2 separate regions of the Mus musculus genome follow, and region 2 is linked to region 1. A link is a contact called in public promoter capture Hi-C data. All regions are on one chromosome and are shown on one strand. The core of a region is the stretch at or near the end of the contact, and the rest is flanking DNA. Distances in the headings are between cores, read along the strand shown.

Region 1 (7,455 bases), core at 2,928-5,427:
TTGCCTGACGGTGGGACCTTTTTCTCTTACTGGGTTGCCCTGCTCAGCCTTGGTATGAGGGTTTGTGCCTAGTCTTACTGCATCTTGTTATGCAATGTTCAGCTGGTATCCCTGAAAGGCCTGCTCTTTTCTGAAGGAACAGTGGGTCTGGGGGTGAAGAGAGGTGGGGGTGGGGGACTGAGAGGAGGGAGAGAGGGGAAGCTGTAGTCAGGATGTATTTATTGTACGAGAAAAGAATAAATAAACATAAACAACAACAAAGAGTCCACCAGTTTTAGAGTCTGGTAGGAGTATGGGAAGGGTTGGAGGGAGGGTGCTTTGGAGGAGTGGGGGGGGGGGGAAGGGAAGGAGAGAGTGATGTAATTCTATTTGAATTAAAATGTATGTTTTAAAAAGATTAAGGATGAAAAGACTTCTGCCAAAGGATCAGAGTGAAGCATCGGCTTCTTCCTAACATTTGAGGACAGCAATTTATTTTAATATTTGCCTTTAATGGAGCCACCCAAACCATTCAACGGTAATTTTTATGAAACTACACCTTTTCTGCCCTCCTTTAAGCTCAGGGTGTGTAATTTATTTATTTATTTATTTATTTAATAGTGTGTGTGTGTGTACGTGCATGCACATACGCACACACACATTTTGTTCAGGGCTTAAATTGATGTGTGTGGTGCACATACACATGGAGGCTGGAAAACAAAATCTGGTGTCCCTCCTGAGCCACATGGTCCCCCTTATCTGGGACACACCCTCCCGGTGACATGGAGTATGCCAAGCAAGCTATGCTGGTAGGGCAGCGAACCCTATAGATCTGCCTGTCTCTGTCTCCTCAGTACCGAGATTTCAAGTGTGAGCAACCGTGCCAGACTTTTCTGCGTCAGTTCTGAGGATCAGACTCAGGTGCTGTTGCTTGCAAAGCAAGCAGATTACAGACTCTGTCATCTCCCCAGCCCCAGATTGCAAAGCTTAAACTAAGTTGAAGTACCTTCAGGATTGTCAGTCAGCTCAAGGAGGCCTCTTTGTGCTGCTTACAGCCAGGAGGAAGAGATGCACGGCCCAGCCTGCAGCTTGACATGGGCAGTGGGCCACCATGCTTTAGAGGAGATGGCTAAAGCTAGTTAAACAGGGTATGGAGAGTGCATCTGTTTAAAAAACAAAACAAAACAAAACAGAAAACAAAAACTTACTCCCACAGTTCTCCAAACAGTGACTGCAGATAATAATCTATAAATTCGAACCCTTCCTGCCCCCTTATCCACACATCCCTTTGCTGGCGGGAAGGGCTTCTTTTTCATCCCCAAATCCTTAGTAGCTACCCCAGAGCCTACGTGGAGCCAGAGGACTTTGGGGCAAAACAACCCTCAGCTCTTAGCCTCCCAGAGCTTAAGCAACTGCCTGGAGCGTCAGAGCAAGTGTGGCTGCCTCAGCTGAGGCGAGTCATCCCCCTCTTGTGGTCAAAGCACAGTTAGGCGGTTGTTATTCCCCTGTTCCTGGGAAGACAAGCAAACACAGGACAGAGGGCAGGAACTGTCTTTTACATTCCTTAACAGAAAGAGTTCAGACTCACAGAGAAGCGTCTGCAACTCTTTAATTGGATTTGTGGAACACAGGCCCTAAATTCCTGTGAGGCCTTTCGGCAAACTTTAAATTGCATCTGGGATTAAGACTGGCTCCCAAACAACTAGAACACTAACTTTTCCAGGATACTTGATGGGCCCTCTGGAGGACCAGGTAAAGGGCAGAGGACAGAAAGCACAGAATACAGGCTAGACAACTCTAGCAGCTGCTGGCAAGTGACACCTCCAGCTGTCTTTCCCTTGCTTTTTCACTGGACATGGGGAAAGGCAGCTAGCGCAGGGAGCAACCCGAGCCCCTCCCCCACCACCACAGCCAACCATATATTCCTCTCTCGATGTGCCCTCTGATAGGACGAATATCTCCCAAGACATTTAAACAGAATCTCTGTGTATTCCAGGCCAAGAGACAAGGCTGGGTCAGGCAAGCACCAATATAAGTCATTGAAACCATCTTTTTTTTTTTTTTTCCCCAAGCCCAGAGAGCTTCCAGCACCCTCCTCAGCAGGAGATCTTCTGCTGGGTGAGCTCCCATCCTCACCATGGACTTGTCTGCCCAGTGGACACAGGCAGGGCTCTCTCTGTGGCCACAGCTTCTTCAGGTAGGCGAGAGGAGGAACAGAGATGGGATCGGAGAACAGATGGACTCCAAGGCTAGACCTTGGTTCTGGCTTCCACGTCTCTCGGGTTCTTCATAGAGGAAAAGGAACAGGTATACCTAGGATGTCTCAGCTGGGGTGCAGGGGTGAGGTGGAGTGAGGGCCATTGTAGAGGGGCAAGAATAAAGGAAAAGTCTCTGCTTAATGTTAAGCTGACTGTCTAATTATCAAGGCTGACGAGAGAATGAGAGGTGTGAGCTATGTATCAGGTGCTAAAAACAACCGGGAAACGGTTTTTCTGGACGACTCATACAGTAAAGGAAGAAGAGAAGGCACTTCCTGCCGCGGTTCACACCTCCCACGCATAGTGCTGTACCTGCCATGGCTCACACCTCCCATACACAGCTCTAACATCTCTGAAAACTTTCTCCTCAACTATTCCTGATGCCTGCGGTTCAGCCCTGACAGCTGCACGAGGAGAGCTCTAAACTGAGTTTGGTTTCTCTCACCCATCTTCCCCAGCAACAGGGTAATAGTAAAAGAGAGTCAAAGCCTGACTACGGGGCAGATTTCTTAGAGGAAGATTTGGTGCATCTATTGTCTAGGAATGTCCTAGGGAGGGTGAGAAGGACAAGAGCTGCTCAACTGGACCTTTACATCCTCAGTAGACACAAATGCTGGACAAGAACATGCAGTGATGAGGGACAGGCTAGGGGGAGAGTGGAGAACCATCTGGGCCAGCCTATGGTTCTGTCGGAGCTTCAAGTTCCTCATTGTTTTAAAACATCTCTTCTCTCTGTCTGTCTGTCTGTCTGTCTGTCTGTCTGTCTCTCTCTCTCTCTCTCTGTGGTGTGTGTGTGTGTGTGTGTGTGTGTGAGTGTGTGTGTGCACGCACATGCCTGTACACAATCACATGTCATGGTGCTCATGTGGACGTCAGAGAACAACTTGAAGGAGTTGCTTCTCTCTTTCCATCTTTTGGGTCCCAGGAATTGAACTCTACTCAGGCTTGGTGACAAGCCTCTACTCACTGAACCATCTCTCCGGCCCCACTTTCCTAATCTTTAATGTGAGAAGTCAAGGTCTGAGGCTTTCCCTAATGTACAGGTCTGCAGTTCTTCCGTCCCTGAAGCACACGGTACGCATGGTTCTCTCCTTGCGCAAGACCTCGGTAAGCCTGGAATTGTTTTCCCTACTTTGGAGAATGCATTGCAATGGAACTGCAGTGCCTTTCATGGTCAAGTCAGGTACAGCAGGGTTTGAGTTAGAAGCTGCAACTTAGAAAACTTCTCCAAAGCACAGAGTCCAGTCACAAGGTATACACAGGAAGACACAAGAGACACTTGTCCTTTCATAGGTACGGAGCAGCCTGGTCCTACTGTTGATCTATAGGAAAGGCAATAAGGCTATACTTCTGTAAAGACCACCATGTCCAGCAGCCCCCAGACTCTACTGATAGTGCAACCCAGGGACAGCATCCATCAAATTCACAGGAAATGAAGGACAGGCACCATGCAACAAACAGAAATTCTGGCTAGACTCTAATCTGCCTGGCTACCGTATTCTCTCTGTGTGATGCTAACTTATCATCATAATGTCACTGTAAGGGCTCAGAATCAGAGTGACAGGAGTGAGGGAGACCATGCCAATAGCTAACATTACTAAGAGCGACTTCGGCCCAGAAAGGGGCAGGAATGTTTGGGACAGGCAGAGGCAGCGAGATTAGTCCATGCCCCTCCCCTCCTCTGGAGCCGTGTAGCATCCTACAGTCTCCTTCTTCATGGTTTTCATGTAGTCCTGCATCCATGAATAGACACACCCCTTCCCCCAGGCAGGCGTGCTGGCTCCACTGGCCTGACTATATCGCGTCCCTCCATCTATCTCAGTTGGCTACCAGAGGCTTTTCCTGCTTGAACCAATGCGTCCTGATCTCTCAGGCAAACTAATAGAGAATTGTATCCCTTCAACACTGACTTTACATTTAATTATACGTTCTAGAACCATGCCCACATCCTGATCCTGATGAGCAAGTGCTTGCTGTCCTCTGCTCTCTCAAGACGGGAAGAGAACATGCGAAATGGAAGGAGCCAATCAGTCTACGGTAGCTGAATTTGTCTTGCTGGGGTTGTCAGATCACCCAAAGCTGGAGAAAACCTTCTTCGTGCTCATCCTGCTGATGTACCTGGTGATCCTGCTGGGCAACGGCGTCCTCATCCTGGTGAGCATCCTCGACTCCCACCTGCACACGCCCATGTACTTCTTCCTGGGGAACCTCTCCTTCCTGGACATCTGCTATACTACCTCCTCGATTCCCTTAGTCCTGGATGGTTTTCTCACCCCCAGGAAGACCATCTCCTTCTCGGGCTGTGCCGTGCAGATGTTTCTCTCCTTTGCCATGGGAGCCACGGAGTGTGTGCTCCTGGGCATGATGGCGTTTGATCGTTATGTGGCCATCTGCAACCCTCTTAGATACCCTGTGGTCATGAACAAGTCTGCCTATGTGCCCATGGCCGTCAGCTCCTGGGTGGCTGGCGGTGCTAACTCCTTGGTGCAGATCTCCCTTGCGGTGCAGTTGCCTTTCTGTGGGGACAATGTCATCAATCACTTCACCTGTGAGATCCTAGCAGTCTTAAAGCTAGCCTGTGCTGACATCTCCATCAATGTGATCAGCATGGGGGTGGCCAATGTGATTTTCCTGGGGGTTCCAGTTCTGTTCATCTTTGTCTCCTACATCTTCATACTCTCCACCATCCTGAGGATCCCCTCTGCCGAGGGGAGGAAGAAGGCCTTCTCCACCTGTTCTGCCCACCTCACCGTGGTACTTGTCTTCTATGGGACCATCCTGTTCATGTACGGGAAGCCCAAGTCCAAGGACCCATTGGGGGCAGACAAACAGGATGTTTCAGACAAGCTCATCTCCTTATTTTATGGGGTGCTGACCCCCATGCTGAACCCCATCATCTACAGCCTGAGGAACAAGGATGTGAAGGCCGCTGTGAGGAACCTGGTAGGTCAGAAATGCCTGATTCAGTGATAGTGAGGAAGGAAGTGGGTTACTTCCCCGTTCAGTGCACACAGGGCTTGGCTGGGAATGGTCAATCATTCAGCATAGCCTTGATGGCTAGCCCTGAAGATCAGTCTGGACTGAGTTCTTCGTGAGTGACTGGGCTGGACCATGGACTCTTTAGAATCAAGACACTGGTTGTACAAAATATCCTAGAACCAAGAAAAAGTGCTATGAAAATTAAGTGTTCTTTGTACACTAACGAAAAAAGCAATAAAAACTGAAAAATAAAAACTGAAAAAAAATACACTTCTCTCTTTGTCAGTAAAGTCTAGTTGGGGTGTGTATGTCAGGTCCTTTTTTCCCCTACTGTACAACTGAGAAGAACTCAGTGCTTGTTTTATTTTTTTATTTAGACTCCACGCTGGTCTGGAATACATAATCTCTCTCCATGCTTAGCCCACTCACACCACTTCCAAAGTTTCTCCCTCACCCTCTTCAGTCAGTCCCCACCTCTGACCCCATGGAACTCCTAAGTACATTCTAGAAAGTTTTCTTTTCTCTATAAATTTCGGATAATAGAGTATGTATTTACTTTTACACCTGATCTTCTTTTCTTTTCCACATTCATGTTTTAGATATTTTATCTAGTGGTAACATATATTAACAAAAAGGGGCCATGAATTCAAGAGGGAAGCATGGGAGGGGAAGGGAGAGGGGAAGGGGGAGAAGGGGAGAGGGAGGGAGAGGAGTAGACATGATACAAATACAGTATACTCATGTATAAAATTCTAAAAAAAAATTCAAAAATGTTTGATATATCTAAAGCAGAGTTCGAATGGAATGTTAAAAATTTAAATATATGCCAGGATTTATGACCCAACTTTTCACTTTAACAAGCTAGAAAAATAACAAAGTAATCTAACGTGGGTAAAAGGAAATTATTCAAACAACCACTGCAAGTAGGAAAGGGGCAATAGAAAACACTGACAAACCCAAACAGACACTATAGAAGACAGCAACGTTGACAAGTCCCTTGTATGACTCAGACAGTGATAGAAAGATGGACAGAGAGACGGATGACTGACAGACAGTACACTATCAAAATCAAGAGTGAAAAAGAATTACTGATGACTTACAGATATCAAATGATAGTAACAAGAATATGACTAATTACTTTAGGGACATGAAATTTAACAATTTAAACGACATGCACAAGTTCTCTGAAAAAAAAAATCCAGTTTACAAAACCATTAAAAGAGGAAACGGAGGCATTTGAGTTCCTGGTAGCTGAAGAGAGGAGGCTTGTGTGTGACCATCCAGACAGTCTGTTCCACTGACAGCCGGCACCGTAGAGAGGACACCCGGATGCCTCCGAAACAGGAAACGGAGAGGTCGTTTTAAATAGAAAATAGCTGTACAGCAAATGTGGAATAATTCAATGGTGCTGCCTAGAGGAGCCATAAAATGCTGCAGAAGAGCTGAATGAGCCTTTCAGGTGGAAGTTACATCACTAAAATGTCGAGAGAAATGAGGACACTAAGAGACTCCACTCACGAAGCTTCAGAGGGGAACAAGAACTCTGTTAGGTCATGGGCGAGAGGCTATTCATGAGACTGCAGTTAAAAAATAATGTAGCTACATTTCTGTGTTCTGATAAATTGAGTGGGGGCTGAATTTATTTATTTATTTATTTTTGAAATATCATTTCCGTACGTTTATTCTGTTCTTTTCTTGATCATGTGTGTACTTTTTTTTTCTTTTCCATTTTTTATTAGGTATTTAGCTCATTTACATTTCCAATGCTATACCAAAAGTCCCCCATAGCCACCCACCCCCACTCCCCTACCCACCCACTCCCCCTTTTTGGCCCTGGCGTTCCCCTGTACTGGGGCATATAAAGTTTGTGTGTCCAATGGGCCTCTCTTTCCAGTGATGGCCGACTAGGCCATCTTTTGATACATATGCAGCTAGAGTCAAGAGCTCCGGGGTACTGGTTAGTTCATATTGTTGTTCCACCTATAGGGTTGCAGATCCCTTTAGCTCCTTGGGTACTTTCTCTAGCTCCTCCATTGGGAGCCCTGTGATCCATCCATTAGCTGACTGTGAGCATCCACTTCTGTGTTTGCTAGGCCCCGGCATAGTCTCACAAGAGACAGCTATATCTGGGTCCTTTCGATAAAATCTTGCTAGTGTAGGCAATGGTGTCAGCGTTTGGATGCTGATTATGGGGTGGATCCCTGGATATGGCAGTCTCTACATGGTCCATCCTTTCATC
Region 2 (7,455 bases), core at 3,155-5,654, 160 kb before region 1:
TATTTGACACAAAGTCTCACTCTACCTAACCTAGAATTAGGTAGGTCAGGATGGCCTTGAACTCCTGGCAAACTCTTGCATCAGTGTTGGGGATGCTAGACCACAGGTGTGAGCCATGATGCCCAGACTCAGGGTTTCTTTCTGAGACAGACTATATTCTAAAGTTTTAATGGTGATTGCAAGGCTCTGTGAGGAACTAAGAACCATATTAGTTGTATACTTTAAAAGAAAAGATTTATTTTTATTATTTTTATGTATAGTAGTACACCATTGCTCTCTTCAGACACACCAGAAGAGGGCACCAGATCCCCCTATAGATGGTTGTGAGCTACCATGTGGTTGCTGGGAATTGAACTCAGGACCTCTGGAAGAGCAGTCAGTGCTCTTAACCACTGAGCCATCTCTCCAGTCCCAGTTGCATATTTTTAAAATATATATATTATTTGAGATAGGGTCTCAGTGTGTAATCTCAGATGGCTTAGAACTATGTAGACCACCAGGCTAGTCTCAAATTCAGAGATCTACTTGCCTCTGCTTCCCAAGTGCTGGGATAAAAAGCATTTGCCACTGTGCCAAGCTATCTTTTCTTAAGACAGGGTCCCCATGCAGTTCAGGCTGGCCTCAAACTTGCTATGGAATTTGTGAAGGACCTTGAAATTCCAATCCTCTCATCTCCAGGAAACACTGGCCTTAGAGGTGTGCACCCCTGAACCCCGAAAGCTGCATACCTTTTGATTAATTGCTGGGCTTTTGTTTTGTTTTATGCCTATTGGTGTTTTGCTTGCACGTCTGTGTGTCTGTCTGTGCACCATGTGTCTCGTATGCAGTGACCATTGGAGCCAGAAGGAGGGAATCAGACCCTAGGTCTGGAGTTACAGGTGGTTGTGAGCCACCATGTAGGTGCTGAGAATGGAGCTTGGATCCTCTGCAAGAGCAGCCAGTGCTCTTAACCACTGAGCTGTCTCTCCAGCCCTCAGCCCCTTCTGAACCAGGGACTCCCCCTGCAGCCCAGCCTGGCCTGAGACTCATTGTGTAAGCCTGGCTCATCTTGACTGCTGAGATTATAGGCAGGAGAAACTTGTCCCACCAAGCTGTATATTTTAAATAAGTTCATTATAGGGAGTATAAATTATTTCTCATAAAGCTTTTAAAAAACAATTCTATTGCATTTCTGAATAATACAATTTGGACCAAAATATTCCAATTTTGAATTCCAGACTTTATACCTGTTATCTAAAGGAGAAATTTAGAAAAACACTGGGGATTCTTTAGGTAATTGGTTTCTATAAGAGGACTTTCTCGACACCAGGTTTTACCCTTCAGTGGCATCCTGAAGCAATGGATCTTGGAAATCTTTGGATGGAGCAAGGCTTATCCTTTAACAGGGTAATTCTGAGTTGGATGTGGGAGCACACACCTGTGATCCCAGCACTAGAAGCTACAAAAGAGGCATTAGGTAAAGGCAGGGGGTCATCCTTCCGGGCCAGTCTCAGCTACACAGTGAGTTCCCAAGGGGTCTGAGCTACAGAATAGGATCCTGTGACAGAAGTCGTGTGTGTGTGGGGGGTGGGGTGGGGGGGGTGTCCTCAGCACAGTGCATGCAGGGGACTATCTGTCCTGGGCATTCCACTCAGTAAGACTCCACACTTACACTATTAGTTAGGTGGTCTCACCATATCTCTGTTACCGAAGAGGAAATGAAGGCACAGAGATATAAGTTAATTTGCCCAGGATAAGCTAGTGGGTTCTTGAGCTGGTACCCGAGTTTACCTCCCGATCCCCATTACAGCTTCACTCCACTACTGATCTGGATTTCTTTCTTCTCCCTTTACTGTAGCTTGTCCACCCCTGATTCAAACCTCACATTCCTGAGAACGTTCTCCGTGAACCTCTCCAACTAGAAGCAGTGACCATTGTAAGTAATCCTCAACTTCCCCCGAGATGAGACATAAACCACCCTAGGTGACACAAATACAACAGGCCATCGACCCTGCTTGTCCCTGGACTTGCCCACACACCTCCTTCCTCCCCAGCCTACAAGGCTACTCTCCTGGGCTTAGGAGAGGTCCTTTCCTGTCTCCCAAGAAGACCTGAAGCAAACACATGCTGGAAGAGCCCATGCCATCACTACTCTGAGCAGAGATTACTATGCTAGCAGATCCCTGAGAGGTGACTACAGGGATTGGGGGTGGGGGGGGGCACCACTCAAACATCCCCTAGCCCAGAGTCTGGGAGGAACTTCAATCCCACAACCACCAAGGATTGTTTTTCCTGACTCAGTTTAGAGACCTCCAGAGCTGGAATAACAAAATTAATTAACTAGTTAATTAATTAATCTACCCACTGTAGACCACCAACCAGAGACCCCATCTCTGCTAGTTACCTCCATTGAGATATTAACCCTGAATCCTATCCATCAGGAACATGTGTAGCCCCAAGCATTGACCCCCCACTAAAAGGAATCCAAAGTCACATTCCTCCCTTGCTTTCTGTCATTAAATTGTGAATAATAATGCATTTACTTATTCTCCCACTTAAAAAGTTGTTTAAATTCTTTGAAGAATCTTGCAAGGCAGCTTGGCTAGACAGCAGGCAGGACAGTCCAGTGCCTCAGGTGGGCAGGCAAGGGTCTGCCATTCACCTATCTTTTGGTCCAGCAAGTAAGCATTAGGATTGATGGTGTAGTCCTTGGTCTGGACATCGCTGGCTGTGGTGACACCCCCACATACAAATACCTTGCTGTCTCCAATGGAGCAGATAGCATGGGATACATCCAAGGGACAACTGTTGGGCAACAGAGGTACTGAGGTTGTCGACTTGTTGGCCTTGATCTTCTGTAAGTTGATTTCCACGCTCTGCCGGTGGCTGTGTACACGAAGGATGTTGTCCTGATGGAACGAGAGCAGGGGCCGGTGGTTGAATTCGATGGGGAAGGTGATACACTGGACCACTTCCCCCGTGCAGGTGTCAAAGCAGTCCACTACACCGACCCGGGAGATGTAGCCCTTCACCAGGCATCGCCCAGTGACAATGTACAGGTTCCGGTCACCCTTAGTGATGACTGCTGTCCCGTCCATAGGGATGCTCATCTTCCCCGCCAAGCACCAGGCTTCCTTGCGTTCATCATAGCGATAAATGTTAGAGACGTACCGGCGTGGGGCAATGCTCCCACCCACTGAGTAAACTGTTCCCCCGCAGGTCACCATGGTGTGGAAGACAAGCCCAATGGGCAGGTCAGGTAGCTTGGTCCAGGAGTTGTCGTCCATGTCATACCGCCACGCTGTCTTCAGTCCTGAAATCTGCTCAGTGGTGCCACCGGATATGTAGATGTAACGGCCAGCAGCAGTGGCACTGAGCGCGGCTGCCCGGTATGGCATCTCTGAGAGCTTCAGCCACAGGTTCTCCTGGATGATATAGGCAAACACCCCATCGTTGAACTTACCGTGGGCCTTCTGGCCACCCAGGATGACCACCGAGTCAAGCAGGGCCCCTTTCCGCTGGTAGCTCAGCAGGCTGCACGGGCGCTCCTGCTTGCGGTCCATCAGGACACTTTCGATCAAGGTCGCGTGGGCAGAGTTGTTCTCCAAGCCAACCAGCTTGTTGCTGGCAAACATCAGCGTCTTGTTGGAGACCGCATTGAGATTGATGTAATTGAAGAACTTCTTGAAGTATTTTTCCCGCTCCTCCTTCCGGAAGTACACCCAACTGATGAGTGCGCTGAGCGCCTGGTCCTCGTTGAGCACGTGGAGGTTTTCATCCCGGAGCAGGCGACCGAAGATGACGGGTGGGCAGCGCATGAAGTGCATAGAGCCCTCGGGACTGGCCCAGAAGTGGAAGTTGTCACGAATGCCAGAGTAGGCCAAGTCTGATACTTCTTTGAGCTCGAACAGCTCAGCCAAGAAGAGGTAGCGCAAGCAGTTGACGCGGCGAATAGACTTAATAAGGAAGTCATTGCAGTGAATCCGAAGGCGTGGGGTATTGAAATACTGTGCGCCCCGGAGCAGCTCCTCCACGTTCTGCTCTGAGATCACCACTTTGCCGCTGTAGAAGTAATCCAGGAGCTGGTCCACCGTGGCTGGGCTCAGGTAGTTGGGGTCGATGGTGATGTAGAGTTCATCGGTGGTCTTCATGTCGTTGCTGGAGATGAGGCTTTTCACTAGTGGAGAGACGGCAGCCAGCACGTTGCGATGTGCGAAGAAGACATGATGGTCCACAGTCAGGGCCATGTCCCAGTACTCTTTACGCTTCCTCTGTTTGTTCAGGTTTTGCAGCACAAAGCTGTTGTAGTTTTTCTCTGTGAATTCCAGTTTCATGGTGCTTCTTGTTGGCCGAGACAGAAGATTCGTAGCAGGTACCGGAGGGCAGACTTTTCCAGGCCTTTGGGGTTTGTACTGATGGTTGTTTGCAGAGCAGCTGACCAGAGAGGAGTGGGCGTGGGAGAGAGGGTGACGTCATAGAATGGATGAGGTCATCATAATGTAGCCCCCTCCCCGCCCCCAGGCCTTTCTCTCCCCAGAGCTTCAGAGGAAGCTCTGGAATGGGGCCACGGTGTCCCCCTGGGCCTTTCAAGTCACAGTCCTCGGCTTCGCCGGGAATGTTCGAACTGGTTTGGGTGGGGCAGAGAGCAGCTGTGGAGAGGGAAAATTTAGGGTGGGAGGAGAGGTTACCATGATCTAGAAGCCTCCCTTTTAACCAGAAGGCTGAAGTCCTGCTGAGGAAGGACTCCCCCTGTCACAGAGGCAGTTAGAGGCAGAGCAAACCTGGAACTCCCACAGTGTGGGGCGTTACAACCCTTTCACCCCTTCAGGAAGTGGGGACCAGACAGTTTTCATGGTTCAATTCTTAGGCCCTGAAGGCCCTTTTTTCTACCAAGGTTCCTGGACGTCTGAGAAGACAAACCCTCTGGCTTCTGATCTCTGTAGTCAGAATACAGTTTTCATGGAGAAGTGGGTGACACTCACTGGAGCAGAAATGGAGGGGCCAGCCAGCCCTAGGAAGATGGGAGGACTTGGAAACGCCAGTACCAGGTTTCCAACCTCCCATACCAGGTTTGGAAACTTCCCATACCAGGTTTCCAAGTATCTAGTAAAATGCTGGGGAAATGCCTGATTCGGCCTCTCCACTCCGAGTTTCTTAGACCAGTTCACTCAGGCCTCAGATTCCTCTTCTGTGAGATGAGAATACTCGCTTCAAAGTGCAGCAGGCACAGCGCTTAGCTTACAGCAAACGTTCCAATAAATGCCAGTTCTTGTTTCTTAGTTGATATAACCACAGCTGTGGGCATCCCCGAAGCCCTCGACGGGTTATAGGAGCCTGCTTCGGCCGCACGGTGGCGCTGCAGGGTCACCTCCTGGCCAGAAGCACGCCGCCTCCGTGCTCAGCTTCTCCAATGGCGTAGAGAGGAAACTCACCCGCCCCGGGGCGTCCCTTTCTGCCTGCTTTGTCCCGCCTAGGGCTCCTTTGTGTAGGAGCGACTCTGAAACTCATACGTCTGGACCCGGGGCTCACAGTGTGGCAGACCCACACCTGTTCTCATTTTACAGATGTGGACAGAGCCCGGCAATGGTGTATGACCAAAGCCACCCTGGGACCTCTTAGGAAGAACCGTGCCATATGGTCACTTGTACTGGTCAGGAGGACCTGACTGCAGACCCCATCTCCACTGTGGGCTCCAAGCCTCACTCCAGACCTTCTGGTCCTCCTGAACGCCCCTCCCAGAGTGACTGTCAGCTCCATACCCACCACTCTCCAGCCCTCTTGCTGGCTTGGATTCTCATTCATCTTTCCATCCCACACCTAGCCTTTTCCTTATCTAGGAACTTGGTAATTTAAAGTTTGTTTGTTTGCTTGTTTGTTTTTGTTACAGGGTTTCTCTGGGTAGCCTTGGCTGTCCTGGAACCTCTATGTAAACTAGGCTGGCCTTGAACTCAAGAGATCTACCTGTCTCTGCCTCTCAGGTGCTAGGATTAATTGAAGTTTTGTTTTTTTTTTTTTTTTAAACAATTATACTTTAATAGTGAAGTTACACATCTTGATACCTGACTTCTGGGGCAGATAGTCTCTTTGGATGTGATGCCTGTGAAGGGGTTAGAACTTCTGTCCCCCTGCTTGGGGTACTTAGGTTCCAGCCCCACTTCAAAGAACTCCCTATGTGGCTGAGCTCAGTTCCCCACTACCTAGTCTCTCTCTCTGTCTCTCTCTGTCTCTCTCTCTGTGTGTGTCTCTCTCTCTGTGTGTGTGTCTCTGTCTCTCTTTCTCTCAGGGAATTTCAGCTCTGCACGCTTCTCCAGGTCTCATCACCTGAGAAACAGGGGCCACTTGGCCAGAGGAAGCATCGTGAGTCTGATAAGGATGCCTGAATCCAGTGGCATCCTGACTGTCAGACCCCACTTCCTGGGACATTTACCGGAAGCAGAAGGTCATCAGATCCCAGAGCACCAGGACAGAAATGAGCTCACTCACCGTATGCCTCCAGCTGGAGATCATGGAGGTCTGGGAGGATCTGACAGACCTGACTAAGGCCTGGAGAGAAGAGGCTTGTTCAACCGGAGAGCATTTGCCACAGTTTCCGGTCTTAGGTCTTAGTTGCAAAGCTCCCATCCTCAACAAACTCAAGACTCAAAGAATCCCATTACTCGGCAGGCAGAAGCAGGAGGGACTCTGAGCTCAAAAGTTTAAGGTCAGCCTGGGCAACATAGACCTTAAAACAAAACAAAAATTGGGGTGTGGTGCTCCACATGTGTAGACCTTAAAATTAAACAAATAGTGGGGGTGCGGTAGTCCATATGTGTCTCAGATTTCGGAAGGCCTAAATTTAGGCCAGCCTGGGGCAACATAGTAGACTGTCTCAAAGTTAAAAATGTAAAAGCTCATTAAACTGGGCCGGGGACAAAGCTCAGTGGGTAGAATGCGTGCCTGTCACGCACAGAGCGGTAGGTTGGATCCTGAGAACCATGCCAACTTGGTATAGTGAGCCATGCCTCTAATCCAAGCACTCAAGAGATAGGAGCAGGATGATTGGAAGTTCAAGGTCCCCTTTAGATATATAGTCTTTAAGTTCTAGGCCAGCCTGGACTACTTGAGATTAAAAAACAAACAAACAAACAAACAAACAAACAAAAAGAGGTGTTTGCACAGTTGCTGCTGAGGTCGCTCTGTAGGCAGAATGCCTGCCCAGCAAGCCTGACCACCCAAATTCAACTCCTGGAACCCACACAAAGGTAGTCGGACACGGTGAGCCCACAAAGTTGTCCCCTCACCTGCACACTCTATATGCAGTTTTGTTTTGTTTAGAGATGGTGTTTTGGTTGACATGGATGCATCTGGAAAGAAGGAACCTTAGCTGAGAAAAATAACCTCATATTGGCCTGTATGCAAGTCTGGGAGGTAGGTGTTGCTTGACTCAGGATCAGTGGGGGAGGGCCCAGCTCACCGCTGCTGGTGTCATCCTTGGGC

The links. Promoter capture Hi-C pulls out the DNA fragments that hold promoters and counts their contacts.
Region 2: a contact with region 1 is called in a promoter capture Hi-C map of the HPC-7 cell line, with 2.8 times the contacts expected there. The contact joins the promoter of Ccin here to the promoter of Olfr156 in region 1. A contact is called at or near these places in 3 of 39 promoter capture datasets (the 3T3-L1 cell line, the HPC-7 cell line and stem cell-derived epiblast-like cells), 2 of 484 Hi-C or Micro-C datasets (both in cortical neurons), 3 of 115 datasets of contacts at active chromatin or transcription factors (T-cell acute lymphoblastic leukemia, embryonic stem cells and memory CD8 T cells) and 1 of 9 other capture datasets (liver).

What each region holds. Positions count from the first base shown.
Region 1 is chr4:43,818,155-43,825,609 of GRCm38.p6, reverse strand. Olfr156 (olfactory receptor 156) reads left to right here and starts at 4,177. Exons shown (of 1, transcript NM_019474.2): 1 at 4,177-5,275. The coding sequence starts at 4,251. The coding sequence ends at 5,207. It overlaps Gm30318 (a long non-coding RNA gene), which reads right to left and starts at 2,456. Exons shown (of 3, transcript XR_390510.3): 1 at 2,116-2,456; 2 at 986-1,142.
Region 2 is chr4:43,980,453-43,987,907 of GRCm38.p6, reverse strand. It overlaps Ccin (calicin), which reads right to left and starts at 4,404. Exons shown (of 1, transcript NM_001002787.2): 1 at 2,375-4,404. The coding sequence starts at 4,313. The coding sequence ends at 2,547.